Linked DNA regions of Zea mays: region 1 is linked to region 2. Evidence: chromatin contacts called from public Hi-C data. All regions are on one chromosome and are shown on one strand. The core of a region is the stretch at or near the end of the contact, and the rest is flanking DNA. Distances in the headings are between cores, read along the strand shown.

Region 1 (3,411 bases), core at 727-3,226, 250 kb after region 2:
TAAACCACAAAAAACCACAAAAAGCAAAAAATTATAAAAAAGAAAAAAGTTGTTCAATTGCGAGTGTCAGGGCTAAATATCTCCTCAATCCTAATTATCTTTACAGGGACTAAAGAGCAGAGTCTTTAGTCCAAATACGTGGTCCCGGTTGAAAAACTCGGAAGTAAAAGAGTTCCTCCTCTTCGGCAAACAGGCTAGGCCAGACCAAATAGAACGGATTTGAAAGTTGTAGATACCCTTTGAATTGTTGAATTATATAAGTGTTAGATCTATGTCTGTAGTTGTAACCAGAGTAATAAATTTTAACATAGTAAGGGTGTGTTTGGTTTGACTTTTGGCTTTGGCTTTTGCCTCCCTAAAAGCCAAAAGCCAACCAAAGGGCTGGATCCAGGAAGCAGCTTTTTCTAAAAGCTGACTTTCTCGCAGTGTAAATCTGAAAGCACCCCTGGACCTGCTTTTAGTGGCTTTTCGGATGAAACTGTGAAAACATATATCGAAGAACTTTTAATGACTTTTAGTGATTTCCACTAAACGGTTTTTAGCTTTTTAACAGCTTACAGCCTACAGCAGCTTTTTCTACAGCTCACAGCTCACAGTAACTTTTTTCACAGCCACAGCCCAACCAAACAGACCCTAAGAGGAGCATTTGGGGGAAAAATTGTGTTATCTATGGCAAGGTTTCAATTTAGCATAGCTCTGCTCCACTCACTGCGGTTAATTGAGAAACGCCAGTGGAATTTGGCTACGAGCACTCAAACTGACACCTCACCCTCGCGTATATCATCCTTTACCACTCCACCATCACTTAAGTTGTGTCTAGATATCAATTTTTTTACTCACATATTAGAACAAACCGATTATATATTGGTTGTTTGAGGTTGTAAACTAATTCAAACGAAAAACTTGTCAACTACAAAGTTTAATAACTTTTAGAGTTCTACAAGTTTTATTTTGGTAATTTTTCCATCCGAGACTATTTGTAAAATTTGTATTTTAAAATTTAACAAATTAGATGTAATTTTGATAGCCTAAATGATTTCAAATGAAAAGGTTGAAAACTACAAAGTTTCATAACCACCTGTGAAAATATGATTTCTACTAGCAGTTTTCTTAAGAAAAACCGCGAGTAAAAAATGCACGATTTCTATCGGCGGGTTTGTAAATAAAATCGTCGATAAAAACGTTTCCACAGGTGATTTTCTTGATCGGACCAACCATTTTATTTCACTAGCCTTTCATAACCAAAACCGTATGTAAAAATTATCAAACTTTGTGTGGAGCAGCTTTGCTCCGGAGTTTAGGTTGCTTTCTCATAACCCGTGACGATGACAGGTTAATAATACCTTCAAACTCTATATCTAGATTGCTTTTTTAAGGATTTTCGAGTAGCAAAAAGAGACCCTCCAAAAATTCATACTATGGTTCTTAAAATTTTATGAAGTTTACAACTATGTATTTTGGCATGTTTGGGTGCACGCTTTTCTTATATAAAAAAAATCCTTGCATCGACGCCTTGACAGTTGACACTACCCTGTTCCTAACGAGTGCATGGATTAAATTCGACAGTATATCCAGAGGCAATGAGGCATGCAAGATTCTCCGAACTATCCAATCCTAAACAAAAAGTCAAAAACCAAGAAATGTGCAACCGATCCATGAGCACTTTTCGAGTGGGCTATTTTGTCAAGCCGTGCTGCGAGAGGAGTTCACTATTTTGCAGCAGTCTGACAGTCTTAGCCCCGTGACCGTGACAGCACGCAGACGGACTTTCTTCACGAGTTGGACTTGGCTCGGAGACGGGCGCAAGTGAGGAACGCACGACGGGCAGTCCACGCGCGGGACGACGGGAGGAACAGTGCACAGACGATGAAAAAATATACTTTTTGGGTTATTATGTTACTCGACATAGAGGTAGATACGGGCCTAAAGCGACTAGGACAACGGCCCTATACGTGGCCCAGAATAACTCAGTATATGTGAATTTCTGGCCCGGTCAAGGCCGTTGGGCCAAATGTTTACTCAAGCCAGCCCATCAGATGAGCAGAGAGTCTGCGACTGCGTGACTCGCGGGGGTTCCATCTGGTAGGGATGGCAATTATTTAACCCGTAAGCACAAAACCCGATGGATGCGGGTGATGAAGATTTTGACCCATAAGTGAAACCCGCGCCTGATCAAAAGTTTCACGGGTATTGATGCGAATTTTCTATTTTAACGCATAGATGACCCGCACCCGATCCGAAATTTGGTTCACTCACAATAATGATTAAGATATAGTAGTAATTATTTTAAATAATTGACTTGCTTAATAATTCATGAAGTGTTTTGTTGTTGCTCAACGTAAGAAGGCTTAAAATCTATAGATATAACTTAATTATTGTTGGTATTTAGTTACTTATAGCTGAATTATTGCTTGAAAGTGTCCAATGAGTAAAACTCGCGAGTGACTCGAAACTCACCTGAAAAACCCGACGAGTTTGGGTGCGGGTTTAAAATTGCATCTCTGGGTCTGATCACAGATGAGTTTAGATAGACTTTACAAATGTGATCACGGGTGGATTTTTGCTTCACCCGATCCATTGCCATGGCCATCTTCTCTGGCGTCCTCTACTCCCCACACGTCGTCACCCGATGGCTGCCGCAACCAAATCCAAAGGTGCTATTTGGTTTGATGCTTTTTTGCCGGGATCACATCACGGCACTATTAATTCACATTGTTAGACGTTTGTTTGAGCCTGCGTGTAACCTCCCCATGTTATCAAGTTACTATGCGTCAAACAAATGATAATAACTGCAATGTATCTCTACCCTTTAAAATCACCATTTTAAACTAAGCTACGTACACCTTATAAAACACCCCACACGTACACTCATGCCTCTACTAAATCTACCCAACGTTTTAACCCTAGAAAATCCCACTATCAAAAAAACAACGTTCCTGATCATCTGATTTACTCTCTTACTCGTACACATCCGACGACCATTCTTTATTAGATCACCCTCAACGCTACTCATCATCATCAATCCTTCGATTCAGTTCCACCGCGATCACAGCCCACCTCAACGTGACTACGCCCCGCCTCGTCGCGATCACGGCCGCCAACGCGACTACACCCGGCCTCTCCCATCTGCACCCGGCACCGCGTTGGCCACTTCCGCGATCGTCGAGGACGACGCCGCAGACACCTTCACCACGATGACCTCGGTCGCCTGTTATGTTACCGGGCGTCGCAATCGCCGGCTAAACCACAGCCCCTGCAATCATCGAGGACGCCGCTCCCGCAACAACCTACAGTGTCTGAAGCACTCGGCAAAGCTTTAAAAACACTCGGCAAACACTTTGCCGAGTGTCGCACTCGCCAAAGAGGGCTCGGCATATAGTGCATCGGCAAAGCATTCTTTGCCGAGCACTT
Region 2 (3,846 bases), core at 666-3,165:
GGAGTGTAAACTAATTATGTAAGTAAATAGATCAATTCAAATATGCTTAATATATTGCGAAATGTTCATAAACTTGTGTATGAATGAGCATACACATTACTGCCAATATGCATATATATCAAATCCAATGAGTATATTTTATATATAATAAAACAGATGTGTACATAAATGATTTAATTGAATGGGCATAAAAAGTAATGAGGATATGCATATAAATGAAATACAATAAGCATATTAGATAATTAAATAGATGTGAAAACAAATCATTAGAGTAAATGTGCGTAAAGAATACTGACTATATGCATGTATAATAAAACAAATGTGTAAACAAATGACTCAAGTGAATGTGCATAAACAGTACTGAGGATATGCATATATATCAAATACAAATAAGCATATTTGATAATAAAATAGATGTGAAAACAAATCATTAAAGTAAATGTGCATAAAGAGTACTGACTATATGCATATATAATAAAACAAATGTGTAAACAAATGACTCAGGTGAATGTGCATAAACAGTACTGAAGATAAGCATATATATTACATACAAAAAGCATATATGTGTTACTTGGGTTGTATAAGAGTACTCTCTGCTAACTCATCAGTAAATACCTAATCCACAGCCTTTGTCTAAATATATAAATGTCGGGCGATAGTGGGAATATAGAATAAATACACATGCCCTAATATCGGGGCTCCTAAACAAAAAAGAGATACAATGCGCGATGCAATGACCCGATTATAGTGATGTCTAAGCGGATACAAATCACACATTTAGCTGGAGAATAAGGGTTACAATCAAATCCACTTCAATCGACCGATAGGCTTCAAAAAATCGACGGCAAACTCGGTGTATTTCAATGTTGGATTACCTAGAACTTCTTGAATCGGGCTCCAATGCTGGGAGATTGAAGGATGTAAGGTGGAATGGAAGGGCGCTGGATTGGAGCGGCGGTGGATTGGCGCTGCGCTGGTTTGGAGGCGCGGAAATCGCCTGGTGAGTCGCCTCCGACGAAAGGAAAATCTGCGCGGCTGGTTTGTCTCCGTTGAATGCGCGACTACGGTTTTAGAAACAGGAAACGTGGGAGAGGTGGCTGGCTGACAGAGGTAACGGCGCCGTGACTAGGACCTGTTGACTCGGTGTGGTTCAACCAAAATGTCCATGTTGACTATCCTAGGCTTCCTCTATTATTGGAAGCCCAGAGCTCTTAATATATAAATTATGGCCTCTGTTTATAATCTTATTCTGGGCCCCTAAAAAATCAGGAACGGGCCCTGAGCAGCTGTCTGAGCGGAAGGAGACATCATGATACTAACAACCGAACGAACACCAGCAGGGAACCCAGCCAGATCACGGTTGATAACACCACGGGAACAAAGCCACACACAAGCACCTGACACAACTATAGCACGGTGCCGGTGAAAACCAGCAGCACATCACGACGGTACCACCACCCGATGGGCACATCGCACGAGGCACAACCATATGTCACGCGCGCGAAGACGCTGCCCATCAATCAGCCCGTGATAGGGCGCCCACCACCTCTCAATCGCCGCCACAGCTGACGTCCGACGACGGCTCACTCGACAACAGACGCAAGTGACCGTGCACACCGCCACAAGGATCGGAGCGTCACAGCGCCACCACCGACTAATCCAACCTCAGTGGAGCAGCTGCCGAACCTCCGCAAATCGCCGGAATCAGGTGGATCAAATCAAAGACAAGACAGAAGAACTGGTACTTCTTCCTCAAATGGGATAACGAGGCGAGGTGCACCTATTTGATGGTGTGGTGGAGACTTCCGGCACGGTGCGGACGAGGACGACAGCGTCATTCGTCCAGACATACCGCCGCCTAGAGCGCGGGCGACGTTGACGCTGCGGCCGCCAGGGGCTTCAGTCTCCCTGTCCTCCCTCCGTACGTGTGCAGGCGCGAGGGAGACAGAGAGCTTGCCGGGCTGGGCCGCATTTAGCCTTGAAGTGGCCCAGTCGGGTCAATCACTCACTTTCGTTTTGTTTTTTCAATTGTTATTCATTTCTCCACTTTTGAAAAGGAAAACAAAGAAGGAAAACCCTTCAATGAACAACGTAACGTATTCATTTAGATTAAAAATAGGTCCGAGTGACTCGCTAGCGGCTAGGCCAATTCTAAGAGGTAATCACTGGTGGCTACGTTGACTATTGGAGGTTTTCTTCTCCATGGCCAAGTGGGCTCCACATCCTGCCTCTTCCCGGTAAGTTTAGCCTTGTGCATTTGATTGACAAGACGAACAATACAATTCGTTTATGGAACAATTGCGTCACTGCCCTTTTTTTAGGGTATAACTACAGACATCATGCGTGTCTGTCTCTGTTTTTTTTTTTCAAAACAAAACTATTGTGTATGATTCTACTCCGTCAGTTATACTGAACGATGTCAAGTCTTGATAAAAATTACAATGAACAATTGTGCTATTGCCCCTATTTTGGAGTGTAACCTTTGTTTTATCCCTATTTTGTAGTCTTCACACGTTTTTAATGACAACTCAAACTACTTTGGACAACAATCCAATTGTTTTACAATTATTTGAGTCATTTCCAAAATCTAAAAAAATTACTTTGACCCTAAACCATTATAGAAACTAAGGGGGTGTTTGGTTTGAGAAAACACTCCATCCAAATTGAGGTGGTGTATCATGGATCTATTACTCAAGTTTGGTGAGATGATCTCATTTCTAATATCGGTACTAACTAACTATATGAGGAATGATGTGGTGATGAATCAACTCATTTCATTTGACAAACCAAACTCAAAAAAGTGAGAAATGAGACAATGATAGTCTAGCTCAATCCTAAAACCAAACACCCTATAAGTCCATGTACCTGACGTTTTCACATTTTGATTCAAAGAACATGGGTCGTTCTTGACTGAATAAATGGCAGAACCAAACCAAATGTGCTTGGTTACTAGAATGTGGACGTGGGCCGTCCCAATCAAATGGGCCGAGTAAACAAAATTACCTGACTGAAAATCTCCTCTCTCCCTCTCTCTCTTGTTTTCTAGACGGTAGAAACTAGAAAGGCCGTTACCCGTACGCCGTAGGTGAGAAAAGATTAAAAAAAAAACCCTACGGTAAAAAGTAAAATCTCTGAAGTGCACCAGTTTGCCAACAACTAATTATTTTTCCTGCAAGATCATGAGGAGATCAGCTACTGTGTTGTCGATTCCTGGAACCGGTCTTTCCCTAACAAGGAATTGCCAGATCCACAAGCGGGCACCATGCATGCACATGCTTTTTGCCCTGTAATTAATGCAAAGAAGAGCAAATTAATGGTCACTACTCTCACTGACATCGGCCAAGTCTAATTCAGGGCACCAGCAGTTAACGTTGCACGTAGTTTTTGGGTTTCCAGGGCAACGACGAATGCTTCTGCTTGCAGTTGGAGGCTTGAAGCTGTGGCTTTATCTCGCGGATGGAAACAACGGCCCAGTGCCAGTGGTAGGACCGGTGGTTACAGACTTGCAGGAGCGAACGAAGCGCTGCCAGAGCGGAATTGACGGAAGGTTTTGTTTTGTTTTGTTTTCTTCGGGGTGGTGCAACCGACCACCCTCTTGTTGGGATGTTTGGCCAGTTTGCAGGCAGGGGCTGAGAGAGAGAGAGAGAGAGAGAGAGAGAGAGAGAGAGAGAGAGAGAGAGAGAGAGAGAGAGAGAGAGAGAGAGAGAGAGAGAGAGAGAGAGAGAGAGAGAGAGAGAGAGAGAGAGAGAGAGAGAGAGAGAGAGAGAGAGAGAGAGAGAGAGAGAGAGAGAGAGAGAGAGAGAGAGAGAGAGAGAGAGAGAGAGAGAGAGAGAGAGAGAGAGAGAG

What was found. A called contact is a pair of places that touch in the nucleus more often than the background predicts.
Region 1: a contact with region 2 is called in a Hi-C map of ear, with 2.0 times the contacts expected there. The contact joins two enhancer-like sites. A contact is called at or near these places in 2 of 25 Hi-C or Micro-C datasets (ear and tassel).

The regions. Positions count from the first base shown.
Region 1 is chr4:15,468,140-15,471,550 of Zm-B73-REFERENCE-NAM-5.0, forward strand. No RefSeq gene overlaps it. Among protein-coding and RNA genes, the nearest start is that of LOC109945996, 100 kb to the right of the region's middle. Within about 2 kb of position 1,977, at least 17 of the 20 cell types and tissues checked have an H3K27ac peak or open chromatin away from gene starts, as enhancers often do. A contact at or near this core is called in ear and tassel, where this site is marked.
Region 2 is chr4:15,220,671-15,224,516 of Zm-B73-REFERENCE-NAM-5.0, forward strand. No RefSeq gene overlaps it. Among protein-coding and RNA genes, the nearest start is that of LOC103655123, 47 kb to the left of the region's middle. Within about 2 kb of position 1,916, at least 16 of the 20 cell types and tissues checked have an H3K27ac peak or open chromatin away from gene starts, as enhancers often do. A contact at or near this core is called in ear and tassel, where this site is marked.